Linked DNA regions of Sus scrofa: region 2 is linked to region 1. Evidence: chromatin contacts called from public HiChIP or PLAC-seq data. All regions are on one chromosome and are shown on one strand. The core of a region is the stretch at or near the end of the contact, and the rest is flanking DNA. Distances in the headings are between cores, read along the strand shown.

Region 1 (6,980 bases), core at 2,756-5,255:
GAACAGAATTACCAGGTACAACAACTCAGACTGTAAAACCCACTGAACAATCACAAGCCAAGATAGAAAGGTAACTAAAGAACTTCCTCCTCAACAACCTTTAGTTTTAGAAGTGAACAGTAGCAATCAAGAAGTCTTAAAGCGACACTTCCTCCCGCCCCCCAATTCTGGGATAACACACAATTCCTCATTCCCCTCTCAGGGACTTGGGATTCTTCAGAACTAAGCAGACAAAAGTGAACTGTGAAGGGGTGACTTCATGGCACTGGTTCAAGAGCAAGCAGGGGAGCCAATTTCCTTATTTTCACAAAAGCCCCTCAGGGGTCCAGTTTAGCCAAATGAGGACCACCTGCCTGGAGGATCTGTTAGGGAGTAAATGAGATGATGCACGTGAAAGTGCTTTGCAAGCTGCAGAGCAACACGTAAAAGCAGTAAAGGCTGTGGACGAGGAAACTGCAGGAGGAGCCGGGCGGAACTTCCCCCATAAAGGGCCAGAAAGTATTTTCAGCTTCACAGGCTGCACGCTGTATATTCTTTACTTTGTTTTTACAATCCTTTAAAAACACAGACACCGTCTTAGCTCACAGGCTGGACAAAAACAGGCTGTGGGCCAGTTTACAGACCTGTCCTAAAGGACAGTGAGAGGCCGAGCAATAGTAAGAAAAGGATCCTGACTTGGCCTCTCCCCTCCCCACCCGAGACATCCATCAAAATGCTCAGGAAATGCGAAACCCTCATAACACAACAGGGATTTGGTAGTCCTTGGCGGCAACTGTGCACATACCATGGAGCCCCAGACAAATAAAATACCAGAGGAATCCAGCAGGCTGGCTCTAGATGAGCATGAAACAGTGACCAGAGCCTGAGAGAGGAGCGAGGTGTCACAGCCCTCTTGGAAACCAGTAGAATCTAATTGGTTTCTTCCAGCTCTGCTATTTCGTAACTGTGAAAACCTGGGCAAATTATTTCACTAGCCCAGGCTTCCACTCCCTCACTTGGAAAAAGGTGGTGCAGGTGCTTCCTCCGCAGGGAGGGAGGTGCAGAAGGTCAATGGGCTAAGCAGGTGGCCCACACCTGGACCAGGTGAGGCAGCACTCTCCCAGCAAGCCCACTTCTGTGGGGAGATGACACACCCAGGGGCAGTGCTGGGGGAGGTGGAGCAGAGCTCAGGGAGACACACCCAGGAGAGCGCGGGGTGAGGTGTGAATGGGAGAGCCAGGTGAGGGACCAGGGTGAGGGACCCTTGGAGGGGTGATGAAGAGTGTCTTAGTATGGGGGAGCCAAGAGACGCATTCTCGCAGCCCTGTCATTCTGACAGCTCAGAGCCATGTCATAGAACACCAGGTCTTCTCTTGGGATCATCCCTGCCCTGGGCAACATCATCAAGGTGCAGGCTCCAGGTCCCTCCCTTCTATTGCCCCAGAGCAGGCCAGGCCATCCCCAGCCCACCCCGCCCTTCAGTCCCATCCTCAACTTCTCCCCTTTTCCTTCAACAAGCATTTCAACTCTACCAAACTGGCTCATAGCAACCCCCTGGGGCCAGTGGGATCTGCTGTGTCCTGAATGGAAATGGCTACCCTCTCTGGCCTCTATAGATGCTGTTCCCTCACCACTGACACCCTCCCTTCCCTCACCTCCCAGAGGAGAACCCCTTGGTCCTGTGGCCTCACCGCTCCCTGCACTCCTCTGTGGCTCTTATTCTGGTCGTGTGGTCTGTGTCAGGGTCCCTCACTAACCTGTAAGTTCCAGGAGGCTCCTGGTGGCCAGCATATTGGGGGCTCTCCTGGAATGTGTTCAGTAAAGCACACAGTTCCAGGCACTCTCTGGGCCACTGAGAGGCAGCCAAAGCACATGTCCCCCAAGTTATACACAGAGCAATGGTCCTGAAGGCTGTGAGGCCTGAGCTTCCTTCTGTCTCTCAGGTGCTGTGGAGGACAGTCCTCCGCCACCTCAGTCTCAATAGGTTCCCCCTGCTCCCTCACAGCTGCCCTTTCCCAATGGCTAGCTAGGTTAATTTTTACATGTGTGAATTTCCCAGGGTTCCTTCTGCTGTGGATTTCTTTCTTCCTTTTTTTTTTTTTTTTTAAGGGCCACACTCACGGCATATGGAGGTTCCCAGGCTAGGGGTCAAATTGGAGCTGCAGCTGCCGACCTACGCCAGAGCCATGGCAATGCCAGATTCAAGCCGCATCTGCGACCTATACCACAGCTCACGGCAACACTGGATCCTTAACCCATTGAGGCCAGGGATCAAACCCACAACCTCGCGGTTCCTAGTCGGATTTGTTCCCACTGCACCATGTCGGGAACGCTCTGCTGTGAATTTCTAGTTTCATTCTGTTGTGGCTGGAGAAGACTGTGATTTCAATCCTTTTAAGTCTATAGAGACTTATTTTGTGGCCTAGTGAGTGGTCTACCCTGCAGTTCCCTACTTGCCCTTGAGACGACCATGCACTCTGCTACTACTCACATCCTTTCTGATGTGAAGCACTGAGGTCTCCAACAATGTGACAGAACTGCCTAGTCTCCCTTCTTTCTGTCAGTTTTTGCCTCGTGTATTCTGGGGCTCTTTTTTTTTTGGCTGCCCCACATCACATGGAGTTCCAGGGCCAGGGATCAGATCTGAGCTGCAGTTGTGACCTACACCACAGCTGCAGCAACCCCGGATCCTTAACCCACTGTGCTGGGCCAAGGACTGAACCTGCATCCCAGTGCTATGAAGATACTGCTGATCCCTTTGTGTCACAATGGGAACTCCCTGGGGCGCTCTTTTTCCTTTTCATTGCTTTTTAGGGCCACACCTGCAACACATGGAGGTTCCCAGGCTAGGGGTCTAACCAGAGCTACAGGTGGTAGCCTACACCACAGCCTCAGCAACACTGGATCTGAGGTGCATCTGCAACCTACACCACAGTTCATGGCAATGCCAGATCCTTAAGACACTGAGCTAGGCCAGGGATCGAATCCACATCCTCACGGATATTAGTCGGATTCGTTTCCACTGAGCCACAACGGGAACTCTACCCTGGGGCTCTTTTAATGTCACCTTTCTTTACTTCTGCCAGAAACACCCCACGGCTTGCAGGGATCTGGGTCTTCTTGAAAATTTGATGAGTGTTAGGAGCCTTTCCCCAGAAGCATACCCAGACCTTTGGGGCTGCAGCCCCACCTCTCAGGGCCTAGGACTGCTGAGCCCTGGATGGCCTCCTGCAGCCCTGTCCCCCTTGGTCCGTCCTGCACCACCCCTCCCTGCCGTCACACTCCGGCCTTGCTGTTTCTTTCCTGTTTCCCAAACACGTCAATGCTGTTCCCACCTGGTGTTCCTTCTCCACGTGCTGCTCCCACGGCCGTCCCTGACGGTGAACCCCTGCTCACGTGCTCTCTCATCACCCAGCAAACAGAAGCAGTCCTCTCTACCCGATCCTCCAACCTCTCTTGGGCCTCTACCTTGTTTTGTGTATCACAGCTGGAAGAGATCTAATGTGTCTGTTGTCTGTCTCCTGCTACCAGGAGGCCCTGCCCTGTCTGTTCTGCTCATAGTTCATACACCCAAAACCTGGCTCTGCACAAAACACGCTTGGCAAGTAGCTACCGCACAAATGGAGCTTATGTCCTCTGCCACAGCCTCCTCAGTGACCTGGAAAGGAAAGGGCACCTAGCCAGACAAAACTAGATACTCCTAGATCCCTGGAAACCCTCAAATCCACCCCCCAAATCTATTTTAAGAACCATCCCACAGGCATGTGGCAGGCCTCTTGGTTTTAGAAAGGCTGAGGCCAAGACCTGAGAAGGACAACACAGGAAGATTCTCTCACTGGGAGAACCTCCCAGAAGCTGATGGGAACTTCCTGTGGGTTCTTAAACAGCTGACTCAGAAGCAGTGAGGAAAGTAACACCATTAACTCTCCTCAAAAGGAACCAGTGCAAGGAAGCAGGAAGACAATGCAAAGCGAAGACATTTCTGCTTGCCTTTGGAGATGCCTAGGACAGCTGGCAACCCTCCAGAGCTGTCATGCGAGGAGCAGCCTGCCCCCTGCTGGAGCGAGCCTGAGCCTGCTGTCTGGGCCTGGCTGCCTCATGCTGTTTTCTCCCAAAGCAGGAAAAGGTCTGGTGTGCAGCAACTCCCCTTCAGCCACTCCTGGCCCCACACAAAGCCAAATGCCAGCTCCACAGACACTGTCCTCGGACACAGCAGCCCGATGGGCAGGACCTCTTCCATGTCAAAGTGGCCTGGCACCACCCTCGGCTCCAACCAAGGAAGCAGCTGTTCAGGGGTCAGCTTAGAACAAACAATGCCTGGGACACACAAGGGATTGGGCCCTGCCATTCCAACTCTTGGACTCCAAGAGCCTGTAGCCCACAGCTCAGGAGTCACTGCTATAGGCAGTGAGGAGGATTTTAAGCAGACTTTCTGGGAGGGAGTGAGGACAGAAGCAGGGTGTGAAGCCTCCTTTCCTTCTCTGCTTCTTCCCAGAGCAAAGGCCACCTCAGTGAGGATTAGGGCTTCAGGATGTCACCTTGGGGATGCTGGGATCAGCACCCATTAGGGACACCATGAGGAAAATAACCCCAATTAACACTTACATGAAGAGGCTGAGGAGAAAGAAGACCAAAGAGAATGTTTCAACTTATTTTCTGGCATCAAGACAATGTGAACAAATGAAGCAGAGGACGGCTGGGTGTGGCCTAACAAGCACGGCCACCCTGACTGCGCAAGTCCAGTAAGCAGATGGGGCAGGCAACACAGTTCTCTCCCCTCAGCAGACACGGGAACCTCAGCAGGGAGCAGCTCATTGTGAGGTGTGTAAGTCCCTGTTGCCAAGTGCAAAATACAAGGGATCATCTAACCCAGGGACCACAGGCGTGAAAATTTTCTGTTCTTCGAATAAAGGATGAAACTATGAAAATTAAGATCACTTGATTTATTAAGGCTTGCACCGTTCCCAAAAACATGGCTCTCATGAGGCTGCCTGGTGTGGCCTCGAGGGACAAGGCTGCCAGGCCAGTCCAGGAAGAGGGGAGAAAGCTGGAGGCTGCATCTCAGAAGCTGACACACACAGACAAACAAGCAGGAGCAGGAACGAATGGCACTGCCTTCTTGACCTCCAAGAAGAGACCAGAAAGAAAGACCCTATCAGGGAAACTCCTTCCAGAAAATGCCAGACACCATTTGGCCTGCCTGGGACTCAGTGATTCTCTGCTGGACGCCCAGCTAGAAAGCCCACTGCTGTGGCTGCAGGAAAATGGACACCTGGGGTGAAGTCACTCAAGAGAGGGGCCTGCTGAGTTGTTATTGTCTTCATGTGGACTCCAGGGCAATTTATTGTTTATTCTGTGACTGAGGGAACCAGCTCAGAAATTTTTACCAAAAAGTCAGACACTGAAAAAAAGAGGTGGCCTCCAAAGACGTGAATGCTGGGCAGGGGCAGAACGAGGGTCAAATCTCATGCAGAGGCTGGAGGATGAGGGGACGCGGTCCAGCCAGGGGACTCATTCCAGACTCTTTCTAAGCTTCCTGGTGGGTCTCATAAATATATTTTAGGCTCAGCAGCGCCTTGGCGCAGAGCTTCAGTCCAGGAGAGACTGCAGCCAGGCTCACAGTGAGCACTAGGAATACTCACTTGCTTTTTCCAGATCAAATGGAGAACTTAATCTGCATGTGGTATGGTGTCCTTCAAGCTGCCTCTGAGAGCCAGGAAACCTGATATATAGAGACTTTTTCCTGGTACTGAGCCTTAACTAGCCAGAGTTCTGATGAGACTCAAGGATGACAAGGGCCTTTTATAAGCAACAATGCGAGCCACTATTTATTACAAAGAACTCAGAGCTTTACATTTCCCCAAGGGATCATGGAAGAGAGAACAGACAAAACGTGAGGGAAGAGACCTGGGTAACGTGTGGGCGTTTGCTGCATTCCAGTGTGGTATGGAGCAAGCTCCTAACCTGCTCTGATACAAAAGCAACTAGTCCAAGTTCACCACAGAAATACCTCAGCTGGATAAGCAGCTGGGATCGGGTTCCATCTGCTTTGATTTATGCCCATAATTGACCTAAAAGAGCAAAGTTTACTTGGTCTTGAACATGCCCAATCAGCAGAGAAATCCAATTAAGGGAAACCATTAGCAATCAGACAGGCCTTACTCTGCTGAGAGCCCAATGGACCATGCCCTGGTTGGTTCAAAGCTGTCACCAAGTGATGTGACAGTGGCACCGTTGAGACCTCTGAAGGAACTGGGGATTCCTATAATCACGAATGTTAAAACTACATAGCAGCTGTGTGTATGTCACATGCACAGCCTTGACTGTTAGGCTGGTACATTTAGAAACTGCTCCTCCCAGTCCTGGCTCTCTCCCACAGTGACTTCACAACCATCTGCAGGTTCCCTGCCATCACACTTGACCTTGCATTTGTCAGCCTGGGCACCGCCGTTGGTGCCACGAACGACCTACCTAGATCAAATTCAGATGAGAGTTATTTCCCTGAAAAACTTAAACTTCTGGGAATTAGAGTCTCTGACTCACAGTCCACAAGAACTGAGGAGCTGAGTTCCACTGGCCAGGCCTCAGAGATGAAGGTGCAGCCTGGGCCCAGGCAGGTGAGGCCCCCAGGGTACTTCCTGCACTGGCCTCTGGGGGGTGGGGCCCAACCCATCTCACCAAGTAGGCCCTGGAAATAAGTGGGGCTCAAAGAGCCTGCATGTCTCTGGAAGAGTAGCTGCCAGGACACAACCTCTCCCTGTCTGCTGCTCAGGTGAACACCCTCACCTTCAGTTGGAGACTCTCTGTAACCTGTGCTTTTCGACCCAAGAGCAGCAGAAGGGCCCAGAGTCTCCTGGGCAGACCCACACCAGGAATGTCTGTTGTCAGGGAATGGAGAACACGTGCCTGTGGAGGCTGAAGGCACACTAACTCGTACCACCTGGTTCGGAAGAAGGTTCCAGAAGCTGCTCTGCCCCCAACCCAAAAAGTGATCACCTCTT
Region 2 (6,980 bases), core at 1,224-3,723, 78 kb before region 1:
GCTCCCCACTCTCCCCTGGCGCCTGCCCTCTTCAGGTTCTGTCGGTCCAGGGCAGTGCATGGGCCCCGACCTTGTGTGCACGCCTTCATGTCCTCGCAAGCACCCGCACAGATGGAGGGGGAGTTAGGAGCAGGGATGGGGGGGCACATACATGGACCCTTGTGGGTAGGGGTTGCGTGCACGCCTGTGTGCACGTCCGCACCCGCCCTGCCAGCCCACACAATCCTTCTTTCTTGTCTTTACAATGGACAAGGGTGGGTGGCCTCCGGCGCAGTCTCCACTTCCGCCTCCACCACTCCCTCCTATAGGCATCAAAGTCCTTCCCAGGACACTGGGTCCCAGGGACCCGGGTGGGCCCCCTAAAGCTAGCGCTCCAGGCCCTGGGGGCAAAGCACCAATAGTGGAATTTCAGGCACAGCAGAGGATTTTGGCTCATGGTCAGCCCCTGCCTGCCTGGCATCCTGTCCTTGGACCCAGCCCTACTGAGGGAAGGGAATGGCTCCCGATCCCCCCAAGTCGAATGTCCTAGGCCCTGGGACTAACGTGCTGATGGTGGAATTTCAGGCTTAGGCCTGGGGGTGCAGATCTCACCTCTTTGTATTCCAGACCCAGCATACATGGCTAGGCCTGCTGGAGGGAGGCAGACAGATATACTAGAATATCATTGTTTATCCAAAATTCAAATTTAACAGGGCATCTGTATCTTATCTGGCAACCCCTGAGTTAACTCTCTGGATACACAACTTTGGGGTGGGGACACTAAGTGTTGGAATTGTAGGCTTCAGAAGTGAGCTAGGCTCAACCCAACTCCAGAGCAGGCAGTGTGGGGCACCCTGCTCCTGCCCCTGGGCTTCAAGAACTCAGAAGATGCTGCTTGGTTACCCACCCACCCCAACTTTCTACCTTCCCAGCCCCAGCTAAATGGGGTCCCTATAAGCCTCACGGAGCACACAGGGAAACTGAGGAAGAGAACAGGGCCAGCGCCTGCCTGAAACTACAAGGCTGAGAGTGGCAGAGCAAGACCCCCTGACAGCCCTTTCCCCTCAGGCCTCCCAGTAAGCCATTTCTTTTGACAGCCAGGTGCATCAGCCTTGGGGACAGGCGGGGGCTAAACTCAAGATTTCCTCTCTCAACCACAAGTGTGACTGCCACCTGCTCAGGGGCTGGGAACCCCCTGCCTGCAGATCTGCAGCCGATCATCACTGCCTGCCATTCCAAAGTCTGCACTTCTCTCCTGGGGCGGAGGAGTATGGGGGAGGGGGAGGGGCAGGGCCAGCCGCTTGGGAAATAAATTTAGGCCATGGGGCCCTGGGAATCTAAGGCTTGGGGCAACTCCTGGCAGCTATGGGAGCAGAGGGCTGGAGTTGGACCAAACTTGGGCACACGATGGAAGTGGGAAGGCTGCTGTTTGGGCTCATCTCTCTTTCTCTGTGCCACGTGCTCGTGGTGTGGCCTCCAGCAAGTCTCTGCCCTTTTGGATGCTCAGTTTCCTCACCTACAACACCGGGGGGGGGGTCTCCCTGACAGCTGCCTCCTCAAGAGGTGAGGTCCCCACATAGGACCTCAGTGCCTGCTACTCCTCGGTGCCTTCTGAGAAGCCCGCACAGCCCCAACTTGGTTTTGTGAAGAGGGAAACCAAGTTCTGCTACACAGTGGAGCAGCAGGGACAGGTGGGAGATTATGAACAGGCCAGGGGCTCAGAGATGTGGGGGCTTTGGAACCTCAGAGGGTGAGCAAGAGACCCCGATAGCTCAAGCTTCCTGATGGTAGCTGGAGTGTGGGAAACAGTGCTCTGGGCAGCTCTGCATAGGGGTGTGGGCAGCTGGAGCCCAGCGGGGACAGGGATTTAGATCACCACACCACCTGCTGAGCCCTCCCTTTCTTTTCTGCAACCGGGTAAGAGCAGCTCAGTGAAAAGGGGAACAATCCCCAATGCTGCCCTGCATAGGAATGGGGTCCCCAGAGAGTGCTGGGGCAGGGCGGGGGGAGGGGTTGCCTAGTGGGAGACAGTCACCCAGGTCAGCTCAGCTTAAGGTGGGGCAGGCTGGAAAAGTGGTACAGGGCACCCGGGAAGGATGTACCAGGTTCTGAGTAGTCCATCATAGGTGTAGGGTCCAGAAAAGGGGACACGGCATAAGGATCTGGATATGCACCCCTTACACCTCCCGAGAAGATGCATGAGCCGGAATCCGGGAGCGAGATAAAAGCGGTCCGGAAAAGGTGCACTAGCGTCTCCACAAAGGTCCGTTTTGGCATGGGAACAGCGAGGGGAGAGGGCTCCCTCCGACTCTCTCCCACCCACCCACTGACCCCACCCCACCCCCTTATCTCCTTCCGCTTGCAGACCGTGCACTACTGCAGGGCGCCCCGGACGCGGTGGAGCTGCGCGAGCTGACGCCGTGGGCCGGGCGGTCCCCAGGTTCGCGCCGTCGGGCGGGGCCCCGGCGGCGGCGCGCACGCGCGCGGTCGGGGACACGGCCGTGCGGACTACGCGAGCTCGAGGTGCGCGTGAGCGAGCTGGGCCTGGGCTACGCGTCGGACGAGACAGTGCTGTTCCGCTACTGCGCAGGCGCGTGCGAGGCGGCCGCGCGCGTCTACGACCTGGGGCTGCGGCGCCTGCGCCAGCGGCGGCGAGTGCGGCGGGAGCGGGTGCGCGCGCAGCCCTGCTGCCGCCCGACGGCTTACGAGGACGAGGTGTCCTTCCTGGACACGCACAGCCGCTACCACACGGTGCACGAGCTGTCGGCGCGCGAGTGCGCCTGCGTGTGACCCTACCTCACTGGGCCCGGCGAGATGGTGGCCACGCCTCCCGTCCCGACGGCACCCACCGTCTGGCCTGGCAAGCCCCACGACGGACTGCCCATGGGCAGAAGATGCCGTCGAGGCCTCAGGACTCTCGTGATAACTGTACTAAAATAAAGAGTGTAAAATCGAGCCCGAGTTGTGATTCTGCCCCCCACCCCGGGGATGCCCACCTCTTGGAGGAGCGAGGGTGTGTGGGGAGGAGGCGCCACCTCCATTGGGAAAATGGGGACGGATGTAGGTACCACCTGCAGGATGCTGGGAGGATCCCATTTGCTCTTGGGGAAAAGGAAAGCAGATGCAAAGAGGATCTTAGTTCCAGGATTCAAAAAGGAAAATGGGGTAAATAGGGGAATGTCAGCAGGGACCCTTTCTCTCACCTCTCTGCAGGTCCCTGTGCCCTTCCCCGTGTGTCCCATCCTCACCTCCCTGCAAGGTATCTTTCTGGGTTGGAAAGATGGAGCCACAGTGCAGATGGGAAGACTGAGCTCCAGGCCTCTCTCACCTGACAGGCCTCCTCAGCTCCCACCAGGGTGAACTCTGAGCCACTATCTCCTTTCACTTGCTAAAAATATATGTGTGCTGCCCATCTCCCTGCGGGCTGGGTTGGGCTGGCACCAACTCCATCCAGCCCCAAACTGGCGCCTGCTGGGGCCAAGCTGGGTCCCCAGGGACCTAGGTCCTAGGGCCATAAAAGCTCTGGCCAGAGCTCCAGGGAGAATTTACAACGAGTACCCCGCGCAGAATGGAAAAAGCGGTGCGGTGTTTAGATTTGCCTGCGGGTCACCTTGATGCTTGGCAGGCCCATGACGACGTGGGGTGTTGGGTTCTCGGCGGATGGGGAGAGGGCGGCAGGTCCTACAGTCTGAGGAGGGCCTGGGACGAAGGAGGGTGTAGAGAGCCCCACTTTGGAGACCAGATGCCTCAGACCCTTCCCAGCAGACTGGGGAGGCGGGTGTCCGGCGCGCACAGTTCCCCCTTTGCCCAGACAGCTTTCCTGAGGACCTGGTCTCCTCTCCTCTTCCCTCCTCCCACTCCTGACTGGGGCTCCAGAGAGAACAGCCGCTTCCCTCCCTTACTGTTGTCTCATAGACTGGCCCCGCCTCCCCTTTCCCACACATCTCTGCTCAGAACCACCTTCTAAACATCATATCCTTCCCAAACTCAATCACCATCCTGAAGCTGAAGGGTTCGAATCACAAGCTGCCCCCAGGGAGGTCCACGCAGGCTGGCAGGCACATCCCCAGCTCCCTTGTGCCCAAGACCCCTGGCTGCAGCAGGAGACACTGGAGGCAGCTAACAGGCAGGACTTCCAGGGAGCCCTGAGAGCAGGGCTCCGAGGCCAGGCCCCAGACGGTGGGTGGTCTGCTTGGAAGGCAGTTCCAGGGCAGGCTGGCTGGCTGGGGTCCCCAGCCACCCCCACAGTCTTCTGACTCTGAGGTTTCGGGTGGTGGATTCCTATACCATTTGGGCTGACTCAGCTTGGCTGTGGCAGAGAGGCCAGAGTTCTCAGATGCTGCAGAAGCTGAGCCTCAGTTTCCCTGTGCTAGAGGGCCCAGAGCTTTAGAGGTGTGAGTTGCTTGGCCCAGGACACAAGGACACACAGCAGGAAAACTGGCCTCGGAGCCCAGGTCTGGGCCCCTGAAGCTTGGCTGCCTCAATATGCACGTGAGAGAGAGGGAGAGAGTGTTCGCATGCACCAGAGAGAGAGAATGAGTGTGTGCGTGTGCATGTGTGTGCATGCACTCTCCTGGGGCCTCCTGGGACCCCAGCATCCACGTCTCCCACTCAGATCAAACCACAGGGTACTGGCCCAGCCCACCAGAAAACTGGAACATAAACAGAGCTGCCCCCACAGACCCCAGGGCTGGGGTTCTCAGCAGTGCACACCACACACACACACACACACACACACACACACACACACACGCGCTCACAGGGCACACCCACCGGGGCTTAGCAAACAGGATCACACACAGACCCAGGGCCCACATGCTTACATGCTCAGTGGACATTCACACCCAGAATGGGGGACCCTCAAAGTCACTTTATCTGAAAAAAACACATGGGGCCGCACATTCAGTCACACAGAGCCATGCGCCAAGCCCCACATGGTCGTCACTTGTCATACCCACTCATAGTCATAAGCACAGCATCACACCCTCTCCCTCCTTCGGGGGGGGCAGTCCCTGCCCCTCTATCCTTGTGCTGGGTGTAGAAGGTCCCTTTGTCCCAGCCCTGCTCTGTGTGGACAGCTAGACTGCTCAGCCCCCACACTCCCACCCCCTCTAGACCTCGGTCCCCCATCCTGCCTTGACCTTGAGGGTTTTTCTCTCTTGGGGCTGGACCATTCTCGGTTGTAGGGAGCTGTCTGGGCACTGCAGGCTGTTGAGCAGCATTTCTGGCTTCCCATCTACTCGATGCTATCATCCCATCCTTTTTTTTTTTTTTTTTAGGCTTTTCTTGGGCCGCTCCCACAGCATATGGAGGCTCCCAGGCTGGGGTCCAATCAGAGCTGCAGCCACTGGCCTACACCACAGCTCACGGCTACATCAGATCCGAGCCGCGTCTACGACCCACACCACAGCTCACGGCAACGCCGGATCCTTTAACCCACTGAGCAAGCCAGGGATCGAACCCGCAACCTCATGGTTCCTAATCGGATTTGTTAACCACTGAGTCACGACGGGTACTCCTATCATCCCATCCTTATCTGTAACAACCACAGACATCCCTAGACCCAGGGAGCAGAGTCGCCCCGGGGTGAAAACCACCAATCTGGAGGAAGGGAAGACATGCATTCCCATCTGGAAAATAGTGTCATATTGCCACCTGCTTAGCCCAGAGGCGGTTAATTAACAACAGCCACAGTAATCACATGCAAATCCATCAGCACCATCACTAAGGACACCAAGGCCAGTTCCCCAGGGGGTGAGTGACCTAGCTGGGGAGGTCCCCAGCAGTCATGGCCCCTGGCAGGTAGCCGTCCATCAGAGGGAGCTCCTCAAAAGCCATTTCCCAGGGAGGCAAGATTTCTGGCATCAGAGGTGCCTGGCAGGAGAAGCCACCGGTAAGCAAAAGCTCCAGCCACCTATGCCCCCAGGCTCCCGGCAGCCCAGGCCCCAGGTTGCCTGGCTTATGTGAACCAAGACGCGATGCTGGGCACTGTCTGGTAGCTGGGCTCCTGCTGCAGCCGCCAGCAGGCCTTACAGAACATCAAGGCCCAGCTGAAGAATTGAGGCCGCAGGGTCTCCCGCCAGCGGAAGTAGCCCAGATAGCGGGCGTCGTCCTTGTCCAGTGCCAGCAGATACTGGGCCAGTTCCTTGGGGCTCTGGAAGTCGTTGATGTGGATGAAGGCTTCGGGGGGCAGGAACTGTTCGTAGTTCCTCCGGCTGGGGCCCAGCACCACGGGCACGGCCCAGGCCAGCAGGGCGTTTCTCCATAGCTTCTCGGTGATGTAGTCAGTATGCAAGGAATTCTCAAAAGCCAGGTAAAACTTGTACTGGGACAGCTGCGTGGTCATGGCCGACGAGGGCAGTGGCTTGTGGGAGCGCCCATACACGTCCACTTGGAGGTGGGCCTGCAGCTGCCGGTAGTAGCGCACCCTGACCGAGTCCTCCCTCCAGTTGGACACCACCCAGGCCACCAGCTTGTTCTTGGCCGAGATGTTGAGCTGCACGTCCACAGGCTGGCCGGGCCATGGCTCGAGCCACCCGTATGGCATGAAGATATCAGAGTCCCTGCGGTAGGACATGGTCAGGTTGAAGTACCCGTCCAGGGCCTTGAGCTGCGGGCAGTGGCTGGGCGATTCCATGCTGAACCAGACCCAGCGCTGGCCGGGGGGCCGAGGGGAAGGCGGGAGCTGCCTCTGGGGGTGGGAGCTGACCTCCCGGTGATGCACGAGGACTGCATCTGCCCGAGGGTACTCCCCGCGGTTGTCAGTCAGCTGGCAGTCGGCCGTGCCGGGCCGCAGCTCCGAGCAGCGAGACACAGCCACCCGGACATGGAAGGGCCACGTCCACAGCAGCAGAAGCAGGGGTGGGCGGCTGGAGGGCGCCGCTGTGGTCTGGCAGGGGGCCTTTGCTTCAGGGGCCCATGTGGGCGCGTCCTGGGACACATGCAGGTAGGAGAAAAAGCACAGAGCCAAAAGCAGCTGCAAAAACAGCCAAGGGAGATAG

The links. HiChIP or PLAC-seq counts read pairs in DNA pulled down with a chosen protein or histone mark.
Region 2: a contact with region 1 is called in an H3K27ac HiChIP or PLAC-seq map of skeletal muscle. The contact joins two enhancer-like sites. A contact is called at or near these places in 8 of 47 Hi-C or Micro-C datasets (alveolar macrophages, brain, embryonic fibroblasts and 4 more) and 1 of 2 datasets of contacts at active chromatin or transcription factors (skeletal muscle).

What each region holds. Positions count from the first base shown.
Region 1 is chr2:73,093,561-73,100,540 of Sscrofa11.1, reverse strand. All of the region lies in intron 2 of RANBP3 (ran-binding protein 3), which reads right to left. Among named protein-coding and RNA genes, the nearest start is that of CAPS, 28 kb to the left of the region's middle. Within about 2 kb of position 4,005, at least 32 of the 83 cell types and tissues checked have an H3K27ac peak or open chromatin away from gene starts, as enhancers often do. A contact at or near this core is called in retroperitoneal adipose tissue and skeletal muscle, where this site is marked.
Region 2 is chr2:73,170,239-73,177,218 of Sscrofa11.1, reverse strand. It overlaps NRTN (neurturin), which reads left to right. Exons shown (of 3, transcript XM_021084020.1): 3 at 2,345-2,934. The coding sequence ends at 2,769. It overlaps LOC100513844 (galactoside 3(4)-L-fucosyltransferase), which reads right to left. Exons shown (of 2, transcript XM_003123094.6): 2 at 5,603-6,980. The coding sequence ends at 5,939. Among named protein-coding and RNA genes, the nearest start is that of NRTN, 15 kb to the left of the region's middle. Within about 2 kb of position 2,473, at least 48 of the 83 cell types and tissues checked have an H3K27ac peak or open chromatin away from gene starts, as enhancers often do. A contact at or near this core is called in retroperitoneal adipose tissue and skeletal muscle, where this site is marked.